Regions from separate parts of the Columba livia genome. Here region 2 is linked to region 1. The links are chromatin contacts, called in public Hi-C maps. All regions are on one chromosome and are shown on one strand. The core of a region is the stretch at or near the end of the contact, and the rest is flanking DNA. Distances in the headings are between cores, read along the strand shown. Region 1 holds the start of TMEM222 (transmembrane protein 222). Region 2 holds the start of AHDC1 (AT-hook DNA binding motif containing 1).

The links. A called contact is a pair of places that touch in the nucleus more often than the background predicts.
Region 2: a contact with region 1 is called in a Hi-C map of liver, with 2.5 times the contacts expected there. The contact joins the promoter of AHDC1 here to the promoter of TMEM222 in region 1. A contact is called at or near these places in 2 of 2 Hi-C or Micro-C datasets (crop and liver).

The regions. Positions count from the first base shown.
Region 1 is chr26:5,283,506-5,290,731 of bColLiv1.pat.W.v2, reverse strand. TMEM222 (transmembrane protein 222) reads right to left here and starts at 2,480. Exons shown (of 6, transcript XM_005500651.3): 1 at 2,321-2,480. The coding sequence starts at 2,433.
Region 2 is chr26:5,418,188-5,425,417 of bColLiv1.pat.W.v2, reverse strand. AHDC1 (AT-hook DNA binding motif containing 1) reads left to right here and starts at 5,549. Exons shown (of 7, transcript XM_065041532.1): 1 at 5,549-5,593; 2 at 6,032-6,152. It overlaps FGR (FGR proto-oncogene, Src family tyrosine kinase), which reads left to right. Exons shown (of 13, transcript XM_065041535.1): 13 at 1-219.

The DNA of each region.
Region 1 (7,226 bases), core at 1,231-3,730:
TGGCGCTTGTTCCTGGGGAGCAGAGCCCGACCCCCCCGGCTCCAAGCTCCTTTCAGGCAGTTCAGAGATCAGAAGGTCTCCCCTCAGCTCCTGTTCTCCAGCTGAACCCCCAGGTCCCTCAATCTCCATCACACTTGTGCTCCAGCCCCTCACCAGCTCCCTTCCCTTCTCGCAACTCGCTCCAGCACCTCAAGGCCTTTCTTGTCCTGAGGGGCCCAAAACTGTCCCCATGTTTCGAGCTGCAATATTCCACACTGCAGTTTTTCATGGCCAACTAGATTTAAGCATCCCAGACAGAGAATAGAGCTCCTGGCTCCAGGAAGAACATTCTCTCCTCAAATGTTCCCATTTCTTCAAAGAGTTTCTCCTCCCCTCTGGGCATTTACCACTCCGGGGAGCAACAGACGTGTATCCCAACCCCCTCCGGAGCAAACACTTCAGGACAAGCTCCAGGTCTCGTCCTCCAGCGCCCTCAGGTTTGCCAATATTTCAGAAGAGATCACAGCAACGCGACGCAGCGACAGGCTCACAAATCGCTGCTCAATCAGAGAGACCCTAAATCTACGAAGAAGAAACTGCGGTGGTTGGATGGTACAAAGAAAAATAAGCCGTACGCGCTGTTAAATGCTGCTGAGGTTATAAACAGCATAAAGTGCCTGTCGATATAACCCTACGATGTAGAGAAAGGGCCCTGCGTGGTTTGATCTGCATTTGCATCGCTTACCCCGTGCGTGTTCCGAGCTGGGGCAATGCAAAGCGGCCAGCTTGGCTACCTATGTGAGGTTTTATCAGCCGGAGCTAAAGCTGAATTAACGCTGTCACGGCGCTGCCACCTTCAAAGTTCTAAACACTTCTTCCCCTTTTAATTCTCCTGTCAGCACTGGGAAGCTTTCAAACCTCCAAATCCAAAGACGACAGGAAACGCTGGATGGAGAAAATGGAGCAATTATGCAACCTAACGAGAGATTTTGCCAAACAACACCACTGAAATTTCTGCTGTGACACGAAACCAACAGGAAGGTGTCCCTGTTCATCGGGGGACGAACCCGCAGACACACAGGTGCCCAGTGACAGCAGGACAGCTCTCAGCACCCCCAGCACAAGGTAAGATGGTTAAAAGGTTTGGAAAACCCTCCAAGAAAACACTAAGGTGAAAAATGTAAGCAATTAAAAGAGAAAAGAGGTAAAAATCCAAGCTGGTTTGTAGCCGTACACGAGACAGCAACAGGGAAGTTGCAGGTTCTTGCCGAGCAGTCCCGGAGCCGTTCCCAGCCCTGCACCGACCGCACCACGTCTTCTACCTGACTTCCAGCTCCGGCTCAGTAAACATCATCACCTGATTGGAGCCGGAGGGGAAGAGGAAGGCATAAAAACAAGCCTTTGTGCTCCCACACTATCCCCCAAGCCACATTTTACAGCTTTTCGTTTTCCCACGACTAGAGAAAAACTCAGACGTTCCCCTTGGAGCCTGCTTATGCCTGGCTGGGAAGCCAAATCAACTTTCAAACTCATTAAAAGCAAAGTACCGAGACTATCCTCAAAGCACAGGGCGCTCTGAGATCCCCGCAGCCAAACCTTTGCTCCCCAAACCTGCCAGGCTTCCCACGGCCCGCTGGATCCTCAAGTACAGACAAGCCTGGTCATGGCAAAGCTTCCCCACACACACACTGGCTGTGGGGAGAGGAGAGGAGAGGGAGAGGAGAGAGGAGAGAGAGAGGAGAGAGAGAGGAGAGGGAGAGGGAGAGAAGGGGAGAGGGAGAGAAGGGGAGAGGGAGAGAAGGGGAGAGGGAGAGAAGGGGAGAGGGAGAGAAGGGGAGAGGGAGAGAAGGGGAGAGGGAGAGAAGGGGAGAGGGAGAGAAGGGGAGAGGGAGAGAAGGGGAGAGGGAGAGAAGGGGAGAGGGAGAGAAGGGGAGAGGGAGAGAAGGGGAGAGGGAGAGAAGGGGAGAGGGAGAGAAGGGGAGAGGGAGAGAAGGGGAGAGGGAGAGAAGGGGAGAGGGAGAGAAGGGGAGAGGGAGAGGGAGAGAAGGGGAGAGGGAGAGGGGGGAAAGGAAAAGGAGAGGGGGGAAAGGAAAAGGAGAGGGGGGAAAGGAAAAGGAGAGGGGGGAAAGGAAAAGGAGAGGGGGGAAAGGAAAGGGAGAGGGGGGAAAGGAAAGGGAGAGGAGGGAGGGAAGGAGAGGGGAGCCCTTCCCCAGAGCCCCGGAGCAGCCGGGCCCCCAGCACAGGCCCCTGGAGAGGTGAGGGCCCCCGGGCGGCCGTGTCCCCGCAGCGAGGCGCAGGCCCAGGCCGCAGCCAGGCCGCCCGCCGCCGGGCCCGCACTCACGTCAGGACGGGGATGGGTGTCCACACCACGCAGTACGGGAAGCGGCCGCGCTCGGCGTCCAGCCCGGCCCCGCCGCCATTGAACTGCTTCATCTTGGCCTCCGCTTCCGCCATCACCGGGGGCCGCCCCCTCCGCTCGACGCGCTCGCGTCACTTCCTGGAGACCGCGCCCAGCTTCCGGGCATGGCTGGTAACCAGGAAGTGGGAGCGCAGGCCGGCCCAGGCGTGGGGCAGCACGACCGGGCCCAGCGCCCCCTCCTCAGGGTGCCCCCGGTTTGGGGCGGGGGGTCGGGCTGGAAGGGCCCCGGGGCTCACCCACAGCGGCCCCATGGAGCCTGTGCTCGCTGCTCTCCGAGCCTCCCGCATCCCCCAGCGGCCTCGTGTGGCGCAGAACGGCGGGGGTTTGGTTCACAGCGGAGGCTCCGGCAAAGCTCCTCCGGGCGGGTACTTTCACCCCTCACACCTACCTTGTGCAGACCCGCCACACGAACCTCAGCTGTTTCTTTTCCAAAGATCAGAAGCCGGTGGAGCCGTTCTGGGAGCTGCCAGCTCAAAAACCCTCTTAGGAAAGCACCCGAGCAGGAATAAGCAGCACACCGAGGTGTGGAACAGCATTTACAAATGGAGAAGCGGCTTAGAAAAATAACAATTGCTTTATTAGGAAGTTTAATTCAAACTACACGAGAGAGCTGAAGAAGAAACACGTTTATTCCAGATTTCCACCCACCACAGCACACCCGTCGGAACACAGCGGGGTGAACGGGGAGGACCCATCCAGCCCCGCTCTCCGCTTCGCCGCCGCTGTCCTCGGAAGCTGCTCCTTCCCTCCCCACACAGAGACCTCGAGCTGTTCTGTGGGCACCGGAGCTCTCCGGCGCAGTTTGTGGTGTCACACAGCACAACACCAAGGAGTTTTGCTAATAAAACGCGCCTTGGACTCGTCCTCCTCCCTCGTAGCTCCGGCACGCCGAGCAAGCACTCAGGCTTTTGTTATTAGCAAACCCTGTTAATTGCCAGAGCCGCGTTCTCAACAGTCGTCACCAACTTAGTGCTTCCAACACCCCCACTTTCTACCAAAATTTCTCTCCTTCATCAAAGACCTTTCCTATCTCTACTTGATGCGTTTTGCTGTCCGGTACCCGACTTTGCTCAGTAATCGAGTCCAACCTTCCACAATTATCAACGCTCACTATATTTTAGCCGAGTGAAGCTTCCAGCTGGAAAACCCAGGAGACCAGTAACCTCTGCCCGCCCCAGAGAGAATAAATTTGGAGTTGGCGGCGCGGCAGTGGGAAGCGCTGGCTAACAGCCTAGGTTAGAGGTGGCCCTACCCCCCCTCGGTATGTGCTAACTTGTCATATGAGTGCTCACGTTTCAACAAAACTAGCTTAGTAATGCACTGCAGACTCCATTTCCGAGCCCTCGAGAGATCATCTACCATCCCGCCTTATTTCCTAGTCTAGACCATGTTTTGGGCCGGCCCCTGCGAGCGGGAGGGCGGCTCCAGAGGCACCTGGATGGGAGCAGAGCCTGCGCTGGGCTGCTCACACCAAGCTGCAGTAGTCCAGCAAGAGCCTGAGAACACGCTCCTCGGAATCTGACAGTGAGGGAATTCCCAAAACAGCTCAGTTCCGAAAGAAAGCTGAGGAACGCAGAGACTCCTGAGAGCAAAGCCGTGCCCGGTGCTTTGGTTTCTAACAGCCGCTTCCTATTTTGGCACTTGGGCTGGAAGATGCACACAAAGGTCGTGTGTGTTGCAGTGAAGACTTTTTGTTCGATGAATTAATACTTGCATTGATTTGCTCCGGGCTAACAGAAATATCAGAGATCGTTCAAATCTATGAGAACGAGACCAGTGTTCACATCAGCTACCGTGGTCCTGGCGCGTCTGTCGGATTAGGCGATGGATCTGCTCTTCCTGCTCGCGGCTCCGAGGCTGCCAAGCAGCGTATCACCGGGGACCAGCTCCCCTGGCACATCCCGCAGCGAGGACAACGCCAACAGCCTCAGCAGGATGTGGCCCCCACCGTGCCACCTCGTGCCCTCCCGCGCGGGCAGGGACCACTCCGGTCATCCCAGTTTAGTCCCTCTTAAGCCAAATGCAGGAAGGCAAACCCCGCTGTGGCAGCATGGGAAGAACAGTTTTCCTCAGGCTGGATTTAAGAAACCCATAATCAATCCAGCTCTCCTGTACTGCACAGCTTTCTTTTGTGTTTGTCAGGCAAGCAGAAGGGCTCTCCAGCCCCAGTACCGCACCGGCAGCAGACGGGTGAGCTGGAGCTGACAGCAGGGTCTTCCTAGTGACAACTGGAAAGCTGCTGCTGTTCTACTGCTATTGATCTAAGCGGAATACAAAACACCTGAAGTCAGCAGGGAAAAATAGCTGCAGTTGGAAAAGAAACTGCGGGGAAGGGGGAGGAACAGGGAGGGGAGAGCAGGTAAGAAGTTCTCCATGCATAAAATTAAAGGCCGGGCTTTTTATTGCAGCTATCTTGCCTGCCGACAATACTGGATCGATGCTCAGAGCAGGAATTCTGCCATCATTGTTTCTGCAATCTCTCATTTGAGGAGAAACAAAAGGTTTCACCCCCGTTTCTGCCAGCGCTTTGGACCAATGGCTCCTCTCTCCCCTCAGCCCCAGGATGTTTGTCCTCAGGATCTTTTCCTACTCGCCGCAGGTGCCAGTGCATCACTCGCACCCCGGGGCTGTGGAGCCTTTCCCAGAGGAGCGGAGCCCGTTTGGGGCTGTCCACACCACCACCACGGCTCTGGCTGGAGCTCGGCCTGGGAGGGGTTTTCGGTTCCCTCCCCTTTCTACCCCGGCTCATCTCTGAGCCTGAAAGAAGCCGGCACCCAGCCAGCTCTTGTTCAGCAAGCGGCTTCCTTGGGAACCTTCCCTGTTGTGACAGCTCCAACATTACAGGGGCTGCCAGAACCAAACCACTCAAGGAAAAGATCCCCTCCCCCTTCTGACATTGACAACCGAGGCAGCAGCAGGCGACACCGCACACAGGAGTCGATTTAAAATGTCACCGAGGCACAGGCTGATGGAGGACACCAAGGCGTCCTTCCCCCCGCCCTGGAGGTGATGCTGGGGTGGGTTGTTTTGCGTTCGTGTTGTTCCTCTCCTGTTGGTCCGTGCCTGCCGCAAGCTGACAGCCTCTAATCGCTCAGCGTGAACCAGAAACGTCACGCTCATCTGTAGCGACGCTGGTGCTACTCACGAGCGCAAGAACATACGCAGGCTTGGCCACCCACCCCAAAAGCGATGCCCTTAAGCCGTCTCACCCCTCAGCTTTAACCTGCAGGTCTTTTCTGCGTCCCTGTCACTCCAGAGCTGCATTTCTTTCTCTCTCCCTCTCCAACTGACACAGCCAAGCCACAGGGCAACTTTTCTGTTTAAAGGGAAAGCCACCGGTTTCTGAGGGACAAGGGGGACAGGGTGGAAGAGCTCAGAGCCAAGTGCAGGACGCGATGGTTTCTCAGCTATGAAATCCCAAACCAGACCCACCTTCCCTCCCCATCGGCCTCGTCTCCCGCAGCAGCGAGGCCTGAACAAGCTATGAGGAGCAGAACGGGCAGAGACCGAATTCCTGCCCCCAACAGCGGCAGTTTGCTGACATCCAGCTCCCGTTTCGCGCCGACAGGAGCCATCTCGAGCCCTTTGCAGACTCATTCGCAGCACTGCAAACGGTTACATCAGAAAAAAGTGACCTCAGCAGCACGGCTGTGACTGTTCCCCTCCCCTCATCCCAGAGGACATCGCTCCTCTCCCTCCCCAACCCAATTCCCTTACCCAAATTACAAATCAAACTCATTTTCTGGGTCCTTCTAGCCATTTCCACCCCCATTTCAACCACTCAGCATCCCCTTCCACGCTTCCTCTTTGTCCAACCATTCAACCCAAAATCTGACCTAATTAGCTGATTGCCAATTCCAGCTGTGGATGCACATTGCTTTGGTAGAGCAGAGCTGGCTTGTAAAGCAGTAATTTCTATCAGAGAGGATCTGAAATGAAGAGGCCTCAAAGGGCCTTCGGCTGAAGGGTGTCCAACGGGAATTTTGAAAATAAGAGTTCGAATGGATTCTGGAAACAGCAGACTGGGTTTCTAACTCTTATTTAAGGCCTGGTGTTCTGCAGTTTGGAGGGCAGGAAAGTATTGGGGAGGTTTTGCAGCAGGAGCCCAGAGGAGAAAGCGAGTTTGTGATATCCTAAAGGGACCATCTCTGGGTCTAAACGTCGGTGTCCTACACACCACGCTGAGCGCGAGACGCTTTAAGGCAATAAGTAGGTTGTTTCTGAGAGTGGAACCATCTCAGAAGGTCAGTCGGTATCACGGTGACCCAGGCAGTGACCCTGGGTCTGTCCCACAGCCAAACCACCAGGCCAAGATGCTAGTTAAGAAGCGCTAAAAGGCAAAGATGGGCTCATCTTCCCTATGCAGCTTTTTGCCACCCCACTCACCTCTACCTCTTGGATTCAGCACGGACTCAAAGACAATTTTATCTATTTTACCCCCACGCTGACAAAACACAATTCGGGAAACTAACTCCCTCCAGCGCCGTTTCTCCCTCCTGCCCAGCAAGCCCCCGCAGCCATCCTCATCCTCATCCTCATCATCCTCATCCTCATCCTCATCCCCAACGTTTGCAGCTTTAGCTCTAAACCAGGTGCTGGAGGTGGACGCTGCTCCTGCTCCACCACCAGCTCTGAGCTCCTGGATAAACCAGCATCAGCACTAATTCAGCAGCCACCACAACTTACAAGCCACATTTTGGGCTCCCCACTCCCCGTTCAAGTTTCCTGGGCCCTCTGCTCTCCATGAAGCAGCAGAGACAACAACCTGCCCGCCCTCCACCCACCCGTGTCCACCTCCAGAGAGGAGAAAGGTAGAACAAAGCCAGAA
Region 2 (7,230 bases), core at 4,300-6,799, 130 kb before region 1:
GCTGCTGGGGGGACTCGGGGCACAATGTGAATGTGATGGTGCTGGAGGAGGGGGTCACCCTGCCAGCTGGTTTCTGGTGCCCCCCTGCGCACCCCATTTTGGGGGGGGGGGGACAGTGCCACCCGGGGGGAGGTAGGCAGAAAAGGGAGCAGGAGGGATTTGTTGTTTATTATTTTTTTAAAATCCAGTCTGTAAATAGAAATAAAACCTTTCTAACAAGGGGGGGAGTGTGGGTCCTTCTGCCCCCGCCCAGGGAAAGGGGCTGCCCTGGCCGGGGATGGGCACAGCCTGGGGGGGTCATGGGGGTGCTGGAGCTGGGGGGACAACCCTGGATTGCAAGATTTGGGGTGGGGGGCACCCATCCCCACCCAGGGGGCTCCAGGTTGAGTCAAGCCAGGACTGAGGGCTGGATCCTCTCCCCCTGGGTGTGGGGGGGCCACCTCTGTGACACAGAGCAGAGAAATGCCCCCCCCCGGTGTCCCCAGGCCATGTGAGGCTGCAGCACCAGCTCCCCCTGCAAACAAAAACTTGGGAAAAAGGGGTGGGGAAGCATTTGGGTTTGCAAAGCTGCCCCCCCCGCCCAGGGCAACTCCCCCTGCGCCCCCCAGCAGGGACCACCCGCTCCTGCTGCCCCCCGGCCATGTGCCTTAGTGAGGCAGCAGCCTGGGGTCAATTAGCGGGCGGTCCCCATGTGTCTAGCGGGGGGAGCTGCTGGTCCCCTCCCCTGTGTGACCGTGGGGGGGTCCTGTGCCTGGAGGGGGGGCAGGAAGGGGTTAATTTTCCTGCAGCTTGGCCTCCCCAGCAGGACCCAGCTGTGGGCAGTTAATGAATTCCCCAGCACTGGTGGGAAGGAGGGACTGGCCCTTGCCCCATCCGGGGGGCTCAGGCGGGGAGGGGGGGCACAGGGCCAGTGCCAGCGGGTTTGGGGACATGCCAGGGGGCTTGGGGACATGCCAGATTGCAGCCACGCCTGGGGCTGGGCACCCCGGGGTGTGAGGCAGGGGGGACATGGGTCACCCCATGGACATGGCAGCATCGCCGTCACCCCCCCGCAGCTCTGGGACTGTGTGGATCCCTGTGGGTCCACAGGCGTGTCACTGTGGTCTGTCCCCAGTTTTGCCCTTTGAAAGCTCTTGGGGACAGAGAGCAGCGCCCAAGGCTGCACGGACCTGCGTGAAAGGGCTGAAGGGACAGACACCTGTCCTGGCTTCCGTCCTTCTGTCCTTCCGCCTTCTCCCCAACACGGGTGCCCCAAGGCGGGGGCGAAGGGGTTAAAGGGTGTCACCCTGGGTGACCGCAGGCTGGGCAGGAGAGGGGACATCGATTTTATGTTAATGCTGGGCTGCATCGACCAGGGACGGAGGAACCGATGACTGACACAGGGCACGGCCACCTGCCTGCTCCTGCGGCCACAGTCCCAGAGCACCGTGTGCCACCACCCAGGAGCGATGGGGGGCAGGGGTAAGGGGCTGGGACCCCCCAGAGGTGCTGCAAGGTGGATTTTCACCGCAGAGCCTGGGTTGGGTGCTCAGGGGGAGCGTGGCCGTGGGTGCTGGGGAGGGCAGAGCTCAGCACCTGTCCGCGGGGGCTCTGGGTGGCCCTGTCCCCCCAGGTCCCTGCAGCAGCACTGGCAGCACCGCAGAGCCAAGCCCTGGCTGCAGCATCTTCCAAACGCAGCTCGGTGTCACCTCCCTGTCTGCAGTGGGGGCCGAATCCATGGTGCTGAGGGATTAAGACCCCCCCCAACACTCCCCAGGACCCCCCGCATCGTGCCCAGACTTGTTTTCCTTGCTCCTGCCTGCAAACCCTGCCCGGCCTCGCTCCGGCTGGCTGCTCTGCCCCACCGTGCCAGCCCGGGGCCAGGCGAGCGTGTCAGGAGCTCAGGGGGGGCCTGGGGGGTCCTGGAGCAAACGTGGCCACCCGGTGCCAAGCACGCGGTGGGCGCAGGTGTGAGACCGCTGCAGATGGCGGCACCGCAGACCCTGGCGTGGAGGAGCCACGGCACCGTCACCTCCCCTCAGGGTCCCCGCCGGGAGCCGCATCTCCCTTGTGACCGGGAAGGAGCCATCCCCACCCAAAATGCGCCTAGGATGCAGGTCTGTCCCTGTCCCCTTCAGCCCAAGCACCAAGGGACCGGCAGAGCCCGCATGGCGGCTGGGTCGCAGATCAGAGCCGTGTCCCGGCAGCGGCGGTGGCCAAACAACAGTGGAAAACGGCCAAGAATGTGGTTTTAGGCTTGACCAGGCTTGAGACTGGCTGGTCCGGGCCTGCAGGGACTGTGTCCCCACAGGAGAAACTGAGGTGCAGAGGGACTTATCTGCGGTCAGCCAGCAGCTCAGCACCAGTCACTGCGAGGGGACACGTTTTCCCATGGAAAAAACAACTGAGATTTGGGAAGAGACGCAGCAGTGGCCGTGGCAGCGAGCGGGGAGCAGCGGGATTTGGGGATGGGGGTTTCCTGGGTGAAGCGAGGGTGGGGACAGTCGGGTGACACGGCAGACCCAGGCGGATGGGGAGGGGGGGACAGGGGGAGTGCTCTGACCAGGGCACGGTGCTGGTTGCGTCTGCTCAGAAATGGTTGTACTGGGGGGACATTCGGCTGCGGCTCTGGGGCAGCACAGGGCTGGAATTCAGGGAGGGTTGAGGCTCTTCTGCTGCAGTTACATTTATCAGGGCCCAAAATCCTCCGCAGCTGCTGGAGGGCAGGATCCCCCCCTAAATCTGATGGGGGTCTCTGGACTGTGCTCTCCACAAAGGCAGCTCCACATCCCAGCAATGCAGCAAACACCTTTTGCCCATTAAACACCCACAGCACCCATGCACCCCAGATCTCCCCCGCTGCACCCCGCTGCCTCCAAACCCCCTGATCTCACCCCAGGGAGCTGGTGGCTTTTGGGATGCTGCCACCACCACCCCGCCAAGCCAACCCGAGCTCTCTGGGGACAAACCCAGTCAGGTCACCCCACTGGCCTGATCCTGGCAAGGGTGATGGCAAGCGGGACCTTTGCCGCGCCAGACTTGGGGGGCACGGGGAACCGGAGTCCCCGAGGAGCCGTGCGCGGGGACGCGGGCTCAGAGCCGGGGACAGCGGTGGCCCCGGCTCGGTAAAGCAGCCACTAGATGGTAGCGTAGGTCCACGCCAACGCTGCTGACACAGCACTTGGCTGGGAGAGGGGACAAGGTGTCCGGGTGACCCGGGTGGCCCTGGGGACACGCCTCCGCTGTCCCCCTCCCCCGGTAAAAAGAGATGGCGGCGGGGCTGAGCACCCACGGAGCTGTGACACGGGTGGCGTGGGCATGGCTCCCACGCCCCAGTGCTGCCTGATGTGGTGGGAGCTGCCGGTGACCGTCACCGTGACCATGAGCACACCCGTGCCCATCAGCCCCTCTCTGAACCGGGGGCAAGGGGAGGACCCCACTCCCAAACCCATCGCATCCATGTTCCCACCTCCACCCCGAACCACCCGGGGACAACCACAGGGCACCAGCCTGACTTGATGGGGGGACAAAGCCAGGCCTGGGGACAAGAGGGGTGACCCACAAGGCACCCAGCTCAGCACGGGGGTGCTGGGCACCCACGGGTGCTGCTCCGCAAGGACTGTGCTGCAAAGCGCTTTGCTTAGCTCCTCAGCCCCGCTCCCAGCGCTGCCGAGGGCTCGATGCCAGACTGATATATATATTTTATGATAACTATAGAGATGCACTTCAAACCTGAGAAGGGACTTTGACAGTTTTAAGCATCTCTTTGATTAATACATGACCTTTTAATGCTTCGGATTAAATTAATAAATCTTTTACATTCTAACCCATTCTGCTTGCAGTGTAATATTTTTTTGCACGACCTCCTTCTCTCCCTGCCCGTGCGAGACAACTGACCCGTCGCTCCGTCCCGCTGCCCCCATCCACACACAGGTACAGCAATACGCAGGCTTGCAATATTCATAGGGTGCAAAGCCCTGCAAGGCGAGAAGGGAGGGATCCTGCCGTTTTTTTTGAACCCTCCCTAAAAATAGCAAGAAAATTCAAAGCTGACATTCAGGGCGAAGGGACGAGGAAGCCTGCAAAGTTGCTCACTCAGCCACCAGCAATTGCAGCGATCCTGTCTGCGTGTGCAGATTCCTCTGCTGACCAGGCTGGAGCCCAGGCCTCCCCGCACCACTCCCAAGAGCAACGCAGACCCATCCCCATCCTTACCCGGGCTGTGCAGAGCCCAGCGGTCCCCGATCCATCCCACCAATCCCGTTGGGGTGCATGGAACCCCAGTGATGGAGCTGCCAGCTTTTCGGGTGTGATAGGTCCCTGCTGGAGGACAACTCCTAACTTGACCGCAGCTCCCCAGTTTGTCCCAGTCCGGTGGCAAAGCTGGAGTGTCCAGAACGTAAACTGAGTGCACGCTCGCTCCTCGCTGCCTGTTGATCCGGCGACAAGCATCAAACCCCAACCTGCACCAGAGGGCTGCTGCAAAACCAGGTGCTGTGTGCCTCCCTGCACCCATGTGTTATTTCATCGATGACTCACGTGTTATTAGCAGCCAAGCAATATTCCCAATTCCCTGGAGTTAACCCTTCACTCGTCACTCACAAAAACATAATGTCATAACAAACATCAGTGGTATTATCTACTTTAATTATATTGTATCTACCCAGCTCTGGGAACATTAACACTGGCGGAGACTTGGAGGGAAGGAGCTGGAGAGATGCTTGACGGGGAGACAGGTCACGGGATGCTCAGGGAGGCAGGGGACAGCTCCCCACTGTGCCACCACTGTCCCAAAGGGACATGGTCACCACCTGCCCTCCTGGCATCCCCTCTGGGACCTGGCTGAGAGGGGACACAGCACCATAACCCAAAGAATGAGAGGAACTGGGTGTTGCCAAACAGTGGGGAAGTTTCCAGGCCCCAGACTTCAAATAAAAAGAATTAAAAGTGAGGAAAAGATAAAAAAAAAAGGGGGGGAGGGTGTATTGCTTGGGGGTGCATAAGGGCAGATGGGTGCTGAGCCAGAGTGGGTGATGAAGTGCACATGTGCACCCCACATTGTGGCGAGGGGCTGTGTGTCTGTCCCCCCTGGCATGTTGACGGCAGGGGGGTGCGCAGTGCGGGTGCAACCCAGGAGAGGGCAGCAATGCCCCGCGCATCCCATTGGGACCTCGCGGAGGGGGGGGGCACCTCGGGGGGGGGGGGGTGGGCAAACCACCGAAGGTGGTTTGCCCACCCCCCCCCCCCGAGGTGCCCCCCCCTTAAGTAAGGGGGACCCCAAGCAGCGCGCAACGGAGACGCGCCGCTTTGCGCCCCTCCCTGCGCGCTTCGCAGCGACGGGGAGGAGAAAAAGCGGGGGGGAGAGGAAAGGAAGGAGGGGAAAAAAAGAAGGGGGGGGAGGAAAGGAAGGACTACAAGGCCCGGCATGCCCCGGCGGTGCTGCACGGCTCCCCGGGGTGCCGGATGCTGGTCGTACCGCTGACAGCGGAGAGAACCGGAGCCGCGGTCCCCGCCGCGCAACGGGAGAGGAGAGAGAGGGGCTGGGCGCGCCTCGCCGCCGGCTCCGCTCCCCCCCTTTTTATCCCAGCCCCCACAAAGCCGGGAGCGGCAGAAGGCAAGAGAGAGGGAGGAGGAGGTGGAGGAGGAGGAGGAGGGAAGAGGAGGAGGAGGAGGAAGGGGGGAGGCAGCGGCAAGCCAGGGCTCTGCTGCGCTGTGTCTTTCTTTGCTTTCCGCAGGCGGCGAGCGGCGGAGGCGCAGAGGGGAGGTCGGTTCCCCCTCCGCCTCCCGCTCCGCTGCCTTTTGTGTGTGTGTGAGAGGCGAAGGGGGGGTGGGGGGGAAAGAGGAGGCAAAAAATAATTAAAAACAACGAAAAAAAAAGCTAAGCGGCAGAGGGGAGAGAAAAACCCGGAAAAAAATAAAATAGAGGGGTGGAGTGGGGGGAGAGGGAAGGAGGAAAGAGCAGGCAGGGGACGGAGGAGGGGGCGGGCTGGCAGGAGCGGAGTTGCCTTGGGGAGAATGTGAGCAGGAGGCGCTGGAAATGCTCTCGTTGAAGGTGGCGAACGGTGCCGAGGGCTCCGGGACTCCCGCGGCCGGTCAGGACGCAGCCCCGCCGGACGGCAGGAGCCTCCCCAAGCGGGCGGGTTCCGAGGGGCTCGGAGCGCAGCAGCCGGCGGGTGAGTACCGGGGACCCCCCGCCTTTGTGTGGGGCTGGGAGGTGGGGAGGAAGGGGGGGAGGACACACGGGACACCCCCTTCGGGTAGAGGGGGAGGTGGGGGGGAAGGAGGCGGCGTGTTGTCCCCCCCCGCGCCGTCCCCTCCGCTGAAGTTGCGCGGCGAGTTGGTGCCAAATTGCAGGAGTTTAATGGCACTTGGGGCGGGGAGGGGCGTGTGGGGAAAGGGGGGGGGACCGGGGCGAGCCCCCGGCGGGGGGGCTGCGATCTCCACGAGTTTGGCCGCCTCCCCTCGGCCGGCCCCCGTCGTCCCCCCCCCACCGCCGCCTTTCCCCCCCCGCGGCTGCAAGGGCTGAGTGACAGCTGTCAGAGCGGCTCCCTCCGCTGGAAGGCAGAGCCGGAGTCGAGCGTGTCAACAGCGTTTGGGGTTCACTTGGCTTCCTGGGGGGACGTGGGGCCCCCCCGGGGCAGAGCATCCCACCCTTTTCCCGGGGGAGTGCGGGATGGTCTGCGGGGGGCAGCCCCGGAGGAGGGTGGTGGGTGGGTGGGGGGGATTCGCCACAGCCCCGTCGGCAAAGTTGCGTGGTCCGTGGCGCGGGGCTCGGCGAGCGGTTGTCACTTCGGTGCCTGTCATCCCCCCTCTGATTTGTTTTTATCGATCAGCTGATTTAAATCCACCCACCCTCCCCCGCCCCCCCGGCACGGCCCCTCAGTGCTCGCAATGGGGACCACAGAGGACTGGTGGCTTTGGCCGGGGCTGGAGAGTCACCCCATGGGGTCATGCTAACGCCAAACCCTCTGCCCACCCTGGGGACGTGCTTGGTGTCCCCAAGGCCGAGGCAGGTGGAGACACCTGGGTCCCTGCTTGTTTACGTGCTGGCAGAGGATGTGGCCACAGCTGTGCCCAGGTGGCCTCGTGCATCTAGCCCCTTCTGCCCGTGGCTACCAGAACGGCCACTGAAAGCCACGGGCTGAGCTCATTGTGTGCCGTCGTGAGCCCCGGCGCGCGGTGGAGTCGCTCCAGATTTATCCTGGCGTGACAGAGAGCAGAAGCGAACCCCCGGGGGCGACGGGCACGGAT